2 separate regions of the Hordeum vulgare genome follow, and region 2 is linked to region 1. Evidence: chromatin contacts called from public Hi-C data. All regions are on one chromosome and are shown on one strand. Each heading gives the region's core, a stretch centred on a gene start, on an enhancer-like site or on the middle of the called end of the contact. The rest is flanking DNA. Distances are from core to core; before and after follow the strand shown.

Region 1 (6,116 bases), core at 1,932-4,431:
TGTTGAGCTCTCATTCCCCTGCATTTGAATCGGATGTTATACCACGCATGTAAGATGTTATACCAAACAATGGCCTTCTGAATAACATGCCAGCTAGTTTAGAGGTCGATATGATTACCACACTTTGTGGACTCATTTGCTTAGTGTAACTCAATGATAGACCATGTGAAGCCACAAAGGGTCTCTTTGTGGACTTTATTAAGCATCTGGACAATCTCAAGGTCACCTGGGCAGTATTCTAGCCAGGCCGTGGTTCTAGCATGAAGCCTCCCAAAGGAAGCTACTAGTTCATGGGCTCATGGCTAAACTTATTTTGCTGCCTAGAAGTTCATCCAAACATGAGCATTTCCTGTCTTTCGTTGATTTTGAAAGAAAGCGTTAGTTTGCTGGATGTTAGATTGTTTGTCTCAGTTCCTGGATGTTAAATTGTTTGTCTCAGTTCCTAGATTGCCGAAGAAGAGATGGCATTTGGTTGTACTCCTTCCGTTGCTAAATGTCTTTTTAAAGATTTTATTAGAAGACTACATATGAAAAAAAAATGAATCTACACTATATACACACCCACTTGAGGGTCGGAGGGAGTAGAAGTTTGTTTTTGCATGGTGTTTGTAGTACCCGGTGATGAAAGAGGGGAAGAGATCGCCAGCATCGCATAACAATATCCATATCGCCAATGTACATATGATTCATCCACATTGAGCTTACGCATCCGACATCAGATTTTATTCCATAGAAAGTATTCAGGGTCTTCACCAAACTGCTGCTCGGCTGGGCCTAAAGGGGCATTGTATACGACATGTTTTGTTTCTAAACATTTGCCACTTGATTTAAGGATAGCTGGCGAGAGGACACTTCAACCCTGTCCGGCGTGTCAAAGTCCCAAGCTGAGTCCTCACTTTCAACAAATTGTGCACACATCGAACAAAGCCGGGGGCAGCTTCATCTGTTGCAACCCGCTCCTAGCCGAGAAGAAAATGCTATAGCCCACCAATATCATAACATTGCCAAATCCTAAACATGTTCCATTAATTTTATGATATTAAACAGGCACAGGTCTCTCAATTTCACTTCTTGAGTTCCTCTTCCACATCAAGAATCCTCCAATAAACAAAAGCTATTTAGTTCCTAGCAAGGAATTCTTGACAGAGACAACAATCGAGCATCACAAGGATGTGAAGAACGCCCATTAACATGACGCAAGTCAACAGCAAGTCAAAACTTCAAGCACTTGAACAAAATATCCAACGTCTCAAATCTTCTATCAAGAAGTCATGGAACATCATGAACAGTAGATAACAATAAGCTAAAGCAAGACTTCCCAATATGCTCTCAGCAGATATGTATTAAGTTCTAACTGATTGAAACAACAGACAGAGGGTTTAGTCCTCATCCTCCACAACCTTGGTACCCAAACCTTTAAGACCTTCCTGGGGGACTTCAGCAACTGTCACCAGAGAGTACAGCTCCTCCTTAGCGTCCTCCTCATCGTTCCTCTTGCGGGCAATCCTGACACGGACTCTCCTCGGGACACTCCTGATGCCGCTGCTCCAGATGTGCTTGTTGAGCTTAACGTCGATGCGGACATCATTTGTTCCCATGGCCTTCTGGGCAAACTTCCTGATCTCCTTGATGGCATTTGGTGCCTTCTTCTTGAAGGTACTGTGCACAAGAATGAAGTTAGAAAACCATGAGAAAGATAGATGAACATTACAGCTCAAGCAACATAGAAATGTAATATATAGAACACAAACACAAAACAAAGCAAATGTGGAGTTCATCTCAATGTAGTGCCCAAATGGAACACATGACAGCATATGAAGGCAGCAAGTGTAACGATGAGTAACATCTATGTACCGGACATGTAACTGTATCAACCACAAGTTTTAAAGACAGATACCTGACTATGACCGGCCATAATGGACTTAAGATAAAATGACAATATAGTTTCAATGTCAAGCCCAAATGGAACACATGACAGCATATAAGGCAACAAGTGTAACGATGAGCAACATCTATTTACCGGGCATGTAACTGTATCAACCACTAGATTATAGACAGATACCTGACTATGACCGGGCATAAAGGACACGCTACGATCAACTAACAAAATATAGTTTCAATGTACAGCCCAAATGGAACATGTGGTAGCATTGGTTGGCAACACATGTAACGATGAGCAACAACATTTATTTACCGGGCATGTAACTGTATCAACCACAATTTTTAAAGACAGATACCTGACTATGACCGGACATGAACAAATAGATTGCGAAATCAATTTTTAATGTAGCGCCCAAATGGAACACGTGAAAGCATATGAAGGCAACACATGTAACGATGAGCAACATCAATGTACCGGACAAGTAACTGTATCAACCACAATTTCAAGACAGATACCTGACTATGTCCGGGCACAACGCATCAATCAACTTACTAGGCGAACCAAGTAACTAACAATGATGAGCAAGGCAAATACAAGAATAACAAACAACAACCATTGTTCATCATCAAGCAGAAATGATAGACAATATCATGGCGAAATATACAGCCCAAATGGAACACATATTAGCACTGAGAAAAGCCATACGTGTAACGATGAGCGGAGCTAATCTCCCGGGCATGTAACTGTGCTCAGCCACATGATTTAAAAGGCAGACACCTGACTATACCCGATTAACACCTAATCAAGTGGCTCAGATCGAAGATCCATGTGAAAAATATGGGATCAGATACAAGAGCAGCATCCAAGAGATCGGAATACCGCTCGGTCATGCGATCCCTACTTTCATCTAGCTGGAAGGATTTCATCCATAGAGGTGTGACAGCCATACACAAGCCCACATAGTGCTCGCGGGCAGCAACCTTTCGCGCCAGCATCTCCAACAGACGAGCCTGCAGGCGCCATGGCGACACCCCGTGGAGCGCTGAGGTGGAATCTGACTAGCGGATCTACTGGGGTCGCGGAGCTCGGGAATGGAGGGGGTGGGTGAGGAGGGAGGGAGGGTTATACCATCCGTGGAGGCGCTTGTGGAGGTTGACGGTGTACTCGCGGGTCACCACCTCGTCCTTGCGAGGGCCGGGGGCGCGCTTCTTCTCCGACATCTCCGACGGCCTCCTTTCGCCCTGCTCCTCTCTCGGCTTCGATGGAGGCTGCGGCGAGAGGAGATAAACCCTAGTGGGAAGGGCAGGTCGCAGGGGGGGCGGCTTTATAGCGGGCGAAATTAGGGCTTGCTGGCTGACCGGGCCTCTCAGGGATGTTTCGTGACGGCCCGTTTAAGTAGGCCCTTCGTCCTTTTCTTATGTTTTCTATTTTTTTCCTTTTTGTAAGTGAGTTTCGTGAAATCTGAGTGTGCTTGGTTTTAGGCCCAAGCGAATTCCACCAAAAACTTTGCAGATTTGCCTCCATATAATTTGGCGAATTCTGGCTAGGGAAATGGACTAAAGTTGACCAAGGAGCATAGGCCATGTTTTCTTAAAAAGTTCTATGACTTCTTTTAGTCCCAACTAAAAATTCTCTAGTTCCTATCCGTTTTTTTCATTGCCTAAACATGGACTAAAGGTCATTAAATGTCATGCAAAAAGACCATGTTACCCCTACTAATATAGGATAAGTTATTAAATGACATACTAGAAGTATGGGCACTGTTGGAAAAAGTGTCAAAAAAGTCTCAGAAAGACCCTCCCATAGAGACTTCTGCCTTTAGCATCAAATACCCCATTTTAGTCCCTAAAAGTCCCTCCTGTTTTTTCTTTCACATGTGACTAAAAGGGACTTTTTTTAGTCCCTACAGCAAAAAGTCCATGTAAAGAAACACCCCCATAGTCACATCGGAAAAGAAAATCTAAGCACAAGCCAAGATTTAGGTCATGGCCAAAAATGGGCACGGCTGAATTATCAATTTATTTTCAGTTTTTGACACATATTGGATAAATTTCATCATCCCTAACAAAGAAGATTCTTTTTTTTGTGGGTAACAACAACAAAAAAGATCTAGGAGGATAGGGTTGGCCATTGAAAGGAAGCAAATCGTCCAAGGAGTATTATTTTCCTTTTGAGCATTTTTTGTATGGGGCAAATGGTCTAACTTGCTTCATTCAATTGGTCAATATTTCCATTGATGCTTGAGAATTTTGAATTTAGCATGGCATTCAACAAGTCTAAGAAAACCATGTGTAACAAAATGCATACAATGAGTGAGTCTTATACCGTCGCAATCAAGTATGAGTTAGAGTCAACGAGTAGAGGGAGGATTTATTAGTTGAAGCATGAGTTGTGCGCGCTAAGAACCACATAACACATACTCCCTCTGTTCTTAAATACAAGTCTTTTTAGAGATTTCACTAAAAGACTATATACATAGCAAAATGAATGAATCTATACTCTAAAATATGTCTATATACATTTGTATGTAGTCCTTTAGTGAAACATCTAAAAAGACTTATATTTAGGAACGGAGAAAGTAAATTGTAGCTAAACCAATAGGCCCATCCATTCCTCCCCCACATGTTTGGATCGGAACATCCATTTGCGGGTAATATTTCAAGAAGTCTCAAACATCTAAGCTTCGAGATGCTACGCATCCCACCTCTCTTCATCAAGCAAATATCGGTTAGCTTATGTTGAACCCAGTTTTTTATTTGTCCATATGATATATGCTATTCTTTGAGTGTATTTTTGTTTTGTTTGTTGTTTGAATAAAAACCTAAGATCTGAATTTTTTTATTGAGAGAGAGTCCTCACACAGCTACTTAATTGTTTAACTACTCATTGATCGTCACTTATATCTTTCGATAGTAGTTTTATGTTTACTCTTATGCTTCACGTATATCCGAAGAGTAAATTGTGAATTAATGAAATGTAATAAATATGAAATTATCAATTTATTTTATACTTACTAGTAGTTTCACATCTGATTTATAAAGTAAAATCTATTGAAGTTTGACAATCACGATATTGATCATACAAGCAATTCACGAATGAGGAGTATAAGAAAGAGAACTGTCACATAAAGATATATTTTCTTAGACATCTTTTATGATTGCGTATACCCAATAATTATTTTGAACCTTGATCAAATAGTTGAAGTTGGACAAGGAAGACAACGTAATGGGTATGTTTGGGTATATTTGCATTGAAGTTATACTGTTATGTATCCTTCATAATGTGGTGCTTGTTTAGAACCTTTTGATAGCTAAAACTTCGTATTAAGTAGAGATACTACTTGTGCATTCAAATCCTTAAGCCAAGTTTCTTTCATGAGAGTCCACCATACCTACCTATATATGGTATTTCACTGCTATTCTAAGTAAATTTGCATGTGACACGTCTAAAACCTTCAAATAAATATATGTTTCCACTAATAGGGAAAACCCTACCAGTAGTGTTGGAAATATGTGTATCAGTAGCGTTGGGTCGAGCTCTACTGCTATCGCACTACAGCTAAATCCTAGTAGTAGCGCAGGTATGGGCAGCGCTACTGGTAAGTAGTATTAGCAGTAGCGCTTGCCTGCCCAGCGCTACTGCTAACTATAGTAGCAGCGTTTGCCCCTAGAAAGCGTTGCTGCTAAGCAGCGCTACTGGTAAGTATTTACCAGCGCTACTGCTAAATTTTGTTGCTTTCACAGCTTTATACCCTCTACGTATTTCTGATGTATTTATACAGATTCTATACAATAGTTTCATCACATCATATTAAACATACACCATTCTCAAATATCATAGACATACAATAGTCTCATCATACCATCATCATCATCATCATTCAACACAAAATATCATCACATAATCTCGAAAATAGTGATACATAAGTGCGATCATGTCATGTCTTGAATAAGTGCAACTGCATGGCCATGGCACTCCCACAAGTTTCATCATCTCTATCTAAAACATGATGTACAAGAGAAGAGCGATCAGCATGACGAAGAGCGCGACTATGTAGTACCGACGGTCCCGCCCCTGCTCATGCTGGAGTGTTGACCTGAAGTAACTACTTTCTGCTTCGGCTCTGGTGTCGAACCCTCTGTGGGTAGCACCCGGGTACCTATGCCTGAGCGGCTGGCCAGTGGTCATAGACTCCTGGAACCCTCTCAACGTACACGACGTAGTAGTGCTTCGC
Region 2 (6,986 bases), core at 13-2,512, 220 kb after region 1:
AAACTTGACCTTGAGATGAATTAGAGAGGGGGGGGGGAGTTTTCTAAAACCCTAGTGCAAACCAACATGGCTTCCTACTATCGCATGCACACTCCACACAAGCTAACACATCACATCACCACATCACATGGATCACGCCAACACATAAGATCACAAGGCATCAAACATAACACATGGAATGATATGGAATGCATGCATGCAAAGAAAGAATAAACAAGGTGACATCACATGAAATCATATGCATAGGATAGCTCTCATATCAATGACAAGTTGGACCCACATAGAGAAGGTTCCAAAAAGGGAAAGATACACTCTTGGGGCATTACAAGTTTGTCTTCAATAGAGTAGTCCACTGATGATAGATAACATCAGCTAGGTAGTTTTCATTTTCGTACATGTGGCCATTGATCTCAACACTAACCTTCAGACTGTTGCCTTCCGCAAGTCTTCCAAACATCAGAGATCGTTGAGGCATGTTGATATCATTGTGAGATCCGACCATGTCGAAGAAAGAGTGTCAGATGTCGTATTGCCCCTGCCAAGCAGAAGGGCAACTCTTTCACTGTCAGTGCATACAATCTATGCTATCAAGCATCCCCGTGAAGCCCCAACTCGCATCCATCTCCAACAGCTCGGCAATATCCGCAACATTTGGCTCTCTCAAGTACTCAGGGCCAAACACTACAATCACGGGCCTACAGAACCAGGCATCGCGGCGTTGTCGAAGGAGCTGACCGAGGGCACGGTGCCGAGGTGGTACTCGCGACAACGACACAGAAGTAGCTCCCGTGGCCCGGCGAGGAGGTGGGAAGGTGGCCTGATGAGGGGACGGTATGTGGGCGTGGAGCTGCTGGCAAGGGCACCCGCACTAGGCAGCGGCGACGAGGGAGCAATGACAGGGGGTGAAGGGGCTTGGTGTCGATGGGGAGAAAAAGAATGGGTAATGTACCACTAACCAGTGGGCCAGGGTAGGAGTAGCCGAGCGTCGCGCGCGTCCGTCTCGTGTGCACGCCGACGCAAACGAGGCTTAAATTTAAAAAAAAATAGATTGACACGCGAACGAAAAGCTAACACGTATCTATTTAGATCGACGCGCTGGATCTATTTTTATGTCTGTTTTAACTTCAACGAACACACGTACAAACAAAATGGATGGGGACGTTCGGAGGGCGTGAATATTCCATGGGCGTATTGTGTTCAAGAAAGCGGACTTCAAACTAGCCGCTTACGACGACACATGCCAGGACGAGAGAGCACGCAAGTGACACGCGGGACGGACCACCGCACCGCTCCCAGTTCCGGTTCCGGGTCCGCCTTCCTTCCTCTCCAATCCAGCTTCCGCCTTCCTTTCCCACCCCCCCTCGCCGCAAGTAAGAAATCGAACCGAATCGAATCGAGGAGCGAAATCCAAAACCCCGCGAGCCAGGCACCCACCCCGACCCCCCGGCCATGGTGGTCTACACCCAGGAGCACGTCTACCGGCACCCGTGGGACCGCGTGACGGCGGCGGCGTGGCGCAAGTTCACGGACCCGGCCTCCCGCACGGCGCTCTCCCACGTCGCCGACGTGCACACCCTGCAGCGCCGCGTCGACACGGACGCCGGCCGCCTCCACGCCGCGCGCTCCATCACCGTCCGCTCCCCGCCGCTCCCCTTCATCCTGCGCCGTCTCCTCCCGGCCGCCGCCGCCTCCCCCTCGGGCGCCGCCATCTGCCACTGCGTCGAGACCTCCGTCGTCGACGCCCCGCGCCGCGCCATGGACATCGTCGTCCGCAACGTCAGTCTCCGCGGCATCATCGAGGTGGAGGAGCGATCCACCTTCCGCCCCCACCCGGACCGCCCCGACGACTGGACGCAGTTCAGGCAGGAGACCACTATCCGCTGCCGCCCGCTCGCCAAGCTCGCCGCCGTCGCCGAGAAGGTCGAGACCCGCTGCGCCGAGAGGTTCCTGCAGAACAGCGCCAAGGGGAGGGAGGTCGTCGAGCGGATCTGCCGCTACCTCGAGGCCGAGGCGGCCGGCGCCGCGCCTTCCGCCGTCTGATCCGCACTGGTTTGCGCTCCCTCTCTCTTGGCCGTTCTGGATCTGATCGAATCCAAGGTTTCGCTCGATCTGTGCTGCGGGTGCAGACCCAGGCCTCGCGTCGAGGCCTCCTTTTGTTTTTTTAATTTAATTTTGTTTTGTATATGAGCTGAATCCTGAACGGAATAAAGCTTGTGAGCATAGACTTCATTGCTGTGTTGTAAGTGGAGAATTTTTAACTCTCTTTTGCGCATATTCTTGTTGAGCTACATTCTGATCTGCAACTCTGAAGCACCTGCATCTTATTGCGTTAATTTGAAAAATTGGATTAAATGTTAACCCAGCTGTTGTGATGGATTGATGGCCTCCTGTGAAGGGGCTATTCCATTCTATGACATGTTGGTTATTGAATATGGAAGATGGGCAACTATGTGATTTAACATAGATGTGTCTGTTTAGCTGATTATTGACTAAGCTAGATATGCTAGTGTGGAATTCATGATTGTCTGAATCATGTCCCTAACAGCAAATAAGCCTGCAGCTCCTCTTTTTTTTTTTTTTTTTTTTTTGGGTTGAGAAAACGCGTTTCATTGCATTGAAAAGAGAGAGTTTGGTACAATCCTCCCAGGAGGCAAATTACAGGGCAAGTACGCCTGCAGCTCCTTTGGATGCCTAAAAAGATTATGACAGTGGTTGATTCTTGTTATGACATGGATTGTTCTTCTGTTATTGGCCCAGTATATCGACATATTTCATGTCTGTTTTCATGGTGGATAAGCACTAAGTAGTTATGTTGAATTAGTTTAGTCGAACTCCTTGAGTCCTCCAAGTAAGAATTAAGACAGCTTGGAGTAATTTTAAATGCAGTTTGCGTTGAACAAAAAATTGAGTCTGCTTCTGTGAGAATGGTCTTTGTGCTGTTGTATTATTATTATGCTGTGTTTCTTTATCCCTGAACAAATCACTATATTCTGCCAAGATGCTGAATGTTTATAATTGGGGCATTAGAGTGACTTGAACTTTGTTGCATAGTTTTGTGGGAGGAGTGAAAATATAATGTGTTGTGAAATGTTTGGATCTCACCAATATTAAGGATTAAATTTAGCTCTCTTATATTCATATGCAGCTTCTACTTTCTTGTGATGATCAATTGTTAGTTTCACTTAATCGGTTTCAATGATACTTCAGATGATTTAATTCAGCATCTTGCAAAGCATAATCTCATGGTAGGGCATGGGCAACCACTTAGCTCAGAAAACACTCGAACCAGGAATGCTCGGTATGCATTTTTGTCGGCAGGAAATTGTGCATTGAGCCAATCTACTAGATTTTTGTTGTGCCTATGAATTTTGTTGCTTGGTTCTTAAATCTCGTATTTAGCTTTCTTTGCTTGATTTTGCTTCAACATTTATCTGTGCATACTACATTTGCACATAAGAACGGTTGATCTGAATTATGAACTGCGATGTTCAACAGTTGCTGAGATTGTTCATTATTGTGGGATGGAAACATTGTACAACCCGGTGATTATTGCATGCCACTGGGTTTACCGACAGCAGCCTCATATTTTAGTAAATCTGATGTGCTTTACTGCTGGTGACATATATCCTCGCTGGCGTAAATTCAGAGTGTTGCTTGGCTGTCTAAATGGTAATAGTTCTCCTTGGTTTTATTGTGCTCCAGTTTTGCTAAGACAGACCATCATGTTTCCTCACCGTGTTTCAAAATTTGTGAATTTAATATGTTGCTGTCGCTGAGGAGAAGTGCAGCTGCATATCTGTTCGATTTCTGATTCAGGCTGAGCTGGGTATACGGTTTGGATATAGCTTCGTTCCGTTGAGCCATTCCTTTATAATCTGTGAAACTTTATAATCTGTGAAAGAAGAGTTACGCCTCCAGAACCAACCTGACAGAGACATGTATGTATGTGACAGTTTTCATGGTTATTTACCTGAACTATTAGTAAGGTATACAAATTTGATCCATGAAATCAAACAAAGCATAACATGTACATCTACCGAAATGCAGCCGAAATTAATCACAGTGGGTGAAAAACTCTTATTCCAGAAGGGAAAGTTGGACAAGTGGATTGTGTTTTTCTTGCCTGTCTAATTTTTTCATGCAAATTCAAATGAACCATCGCTGACCTCTTTTATTTCTCTGATCTCTCTATACATTCTGGGCAATTCCAAATCAGAGAGGTGAACCACAACCAGATTCACCGCCAAAATCAGAGCAAGGAAGCGCCAGATATCAGACAGTGCAACAGATGGCCTGGCCTGGCTGGGGCACTTCCATCAGAACATCCAAATGTTGTGTACACCAGTCCTTCAGATCCTCCAGTACTCAAACTCGGCCTCCTCGGCATCGCTAAACAAGAGAGAATGGTCAGAGTCATCGGAGTCACAAGGCTCCACATTGAAAAACCGACAGTCGGGCTCTTCGCCATTGCTGCGACACCACCAATAACTATCCCGTGGAGAATGGCATCTACTAACAGGGCTGCCAGGCTCGAAATACTTGGAAGAATCATCGAATCCCGTGGAGAATGGCATCTACTAACAGGGCTGCCAGGCTCGAAATACTTGGAAGAATCATCGACGAAGTCATCACGGACGCCAGATGGAGAACGCACCCAGTCATCAGTTGGTGCATATGGAAACACCTTCTTGGTCTTGACACGGGCACACTTTGCTCGCATGCTGCTGTCCATGGTGATGCTGCAATAGCGTATGTCAAGGGACTCCAAGTGAGGGCAGCCGCCAAGGATGGCTGTCAACCCTTGGTTGTCGAGGCCGCTGTGATAAAGCTTCAGGGACCGTAGCTCATGCATCCCTGCGATTGCCAAGGCTTCACGGTTGTCGACGGGGTATAGGTCCCGTTCCCAATTATACCACGAATATCCTCTATCGTTGACATGTTTGAAGTGCTTCAGCCGTGGACAAGCGGCGGCAAGAATCTCGAAGACCCAGGTGTCATATCTCTCGCATTCACAAAGCTCGAACTCCTCCAACAGAGGGAACTTCTTTATTGCCTCTGCCAATCCTTTGCTGGTTACATTGCAGGACTTGGTAAGATGAAGGCTCTTCAGTAAAGGTGCCCTGCAAGGGTAACACGTGAATCTTAGTGGCTTGAAACATGTGTGTTTTCTACCTGTTTAAAATCTCTCCTTTTGGTTATTCACGAAATGAAGAAGCTAAACGTTCAGACGATAAAAGAGAACATGTCATCACTGTTTCAGAATTTCATTTGTTTAAAGTTCGTTCTTACGGAGTACTACAAGCCCCTAATTTATGGGAATTCTAACCCTCTAAGACACACATGATTTAAATCCATAAAAACAGAGAAACGATTTTGTCATTACACAATGTCAAGATGTTGTGTAAGCACAGTTCAAGGTTTTTTTGTTCCTTCTCCTATTTGGTGGTGAGAAAAAACTTAATGTATAGACATCAGGCAATGCATCTATATGTATACTACTCCCTCCATAAATAAATATAAGAGCGTTTATAGATCACTGAAACAGTGATCTAAACACTCTTATATTTCTTTACGGAGGGAGTACTACATAGTGTACAATTAACTTTAAATAACAACGCTGGATGAAGTCGTCGATCCAACGGTAGAGACGTGGGAAATCCTAGTGTTGCTGACCGTTGGATCTTCTCTTTACCACACCAAATCCTGCCACATGTAGCATCTAATCTCTTCGTTTCTAAATATAAGTCTTTTTAAAGATTTCAATACCGACTTCATATGGAGCAAAATGGATGAATCTTCGTTCTAAAGTATGTATGTATACATTCAAATGTATTTTTTAATGGAATCTTTAAAAAGACTAATATTTAGGAACCGAGGGTGTATAAGATTCTATGGTTGGGCTTATCCATATGAACATGTTGCACAAAACTTAAAAGTTAAAACACAGTTATACTTTGTTCTTGACTCCTAACTTCTTTTTGGATCGAAACTATCATTCATTTTCACTTGATGTTTTTTTCTATGTATTCAGGGCTACAAGCCTACAGATGTACTTTCTATGTAAAGAAATGTAAGAACGTTTAGACCACTACTTTAGTGATCTAACGCTCTTACATTCTTTTACCCAGGAAGTACCTTCATAAACCATATTTATTTTTGTGTATTGAGCAGTAGCCATTCTTGTCATTTATCTATTCAGAATAGCAACGAGTTATTCAAAAAGATGCCTAGAAAAAACACGCTCGATATATTTTACAACAGTTTTGCATCTTACACTTCACCCATGTGCCTCAGTTTTTTTTTTTCATTTTTCTGTTATACATCAAGAGCATCTTCAACAAACACACAAAAATTTCGCGTACTAAAATAGTTTTAGTGCGTCATTGTAGCAATTTTAGTGCGTCGGGACCAACATTGCTTTAGCAGATGCTCAAAAACATGCATCCAAAAAACGTACAGTGTAAACTGTGAAGCGCGCGTAATCCGTCGTCCAAAATGTGTTGCGCGTGATAGCGTTTTTCAACGCGTGCCTAAATTTTTTAAACGCGCGTACTGTTTTGCAGAGTCGGTTAGAGCTGTCTGGCGTCCAAAAAACAAATCTTTCAACGTGTGAAACAATTTTTGGGCGCCTGTTGAAGATGCTCTATGTTTATGTTTGGTTGTAGTTGGATTATCCGAGCTCTCACGTGCAATGAATTGCATGTACTATATAACTTACTATTCCCTCCGTTTTTAAATACTCCATCCGTCCCAAAATTCTTGTCTTAAATTTGTCTAGAAACAGATGTATCTAAATACTAATACATGACTAGATACATTCATATCTAAACAAATCAAAGACGAGAATTTTGGAACGGAAGGAGTGTAAGTCTTTGAAGAGTTTTCACTAAAAAACTAAATATGGATGTATATAGACATACTTTAAAAAATAGATTTATTTATTTTATTCTGTATGTAGTCATTTAGTGAAATCTTTAAAAAAAACT

What was found. A called contact is a pair of places that touch in the nucleus more often than the background predicts.
Region 2: a contact with region 1 is called in a Hi-C map of seedling, with 4 times the contacts expected there. The contact joins the promoter of LOC123404094 here to the promoter of LOC123403962 in region 1. A contact is called at or near these places in 2 of 6 Hi-C or Micro-C datasets (leaf and seedling).

What each region holds. Positions count from the first base shown.
Region 1 is chr6H:477,384,073-477,390,188 of MorexV3_pseudomolecules_assembly, forward strand. LOC123403962 (60S ribosomal protein L31) reads right to left here and starts at 3,182. Exons shown (of 2, transcript XM_045097866.1): 1 at 3,011-3,182; 2 at 1,216-1,659. The coding sequence starts at 3,102. The coding sequence ends at 1,380. It overlaps LOC123403961 (probable glucosamine 6-phosphate N-acetyltransferase 2), which reads left to right. Exons shown (of 3, transcript XR_006611600.1): 3 at 1-1,211.
Region 2 is chr6H:477,604,871-477,611,856 of MorexV3_pseudomolecules_assembly, forward strand. LOC123404094 (PRELI domain containing protein 3A) reads left to right here and starts at 1,263. Exons shown (of 1, transcript XM_045098020.1): 1 at 1,263-2,229. The coding sequence starts at 1,450. The coding sequence ends at 2,040. It overlaps LOC123404093 (putative F-box/LRR-repeat protein 22), which reads right to left. Exons shown (of 2, transcript XM_045098019.1): 2 at 4,152-5,120. The coding sequence ends at 4,250.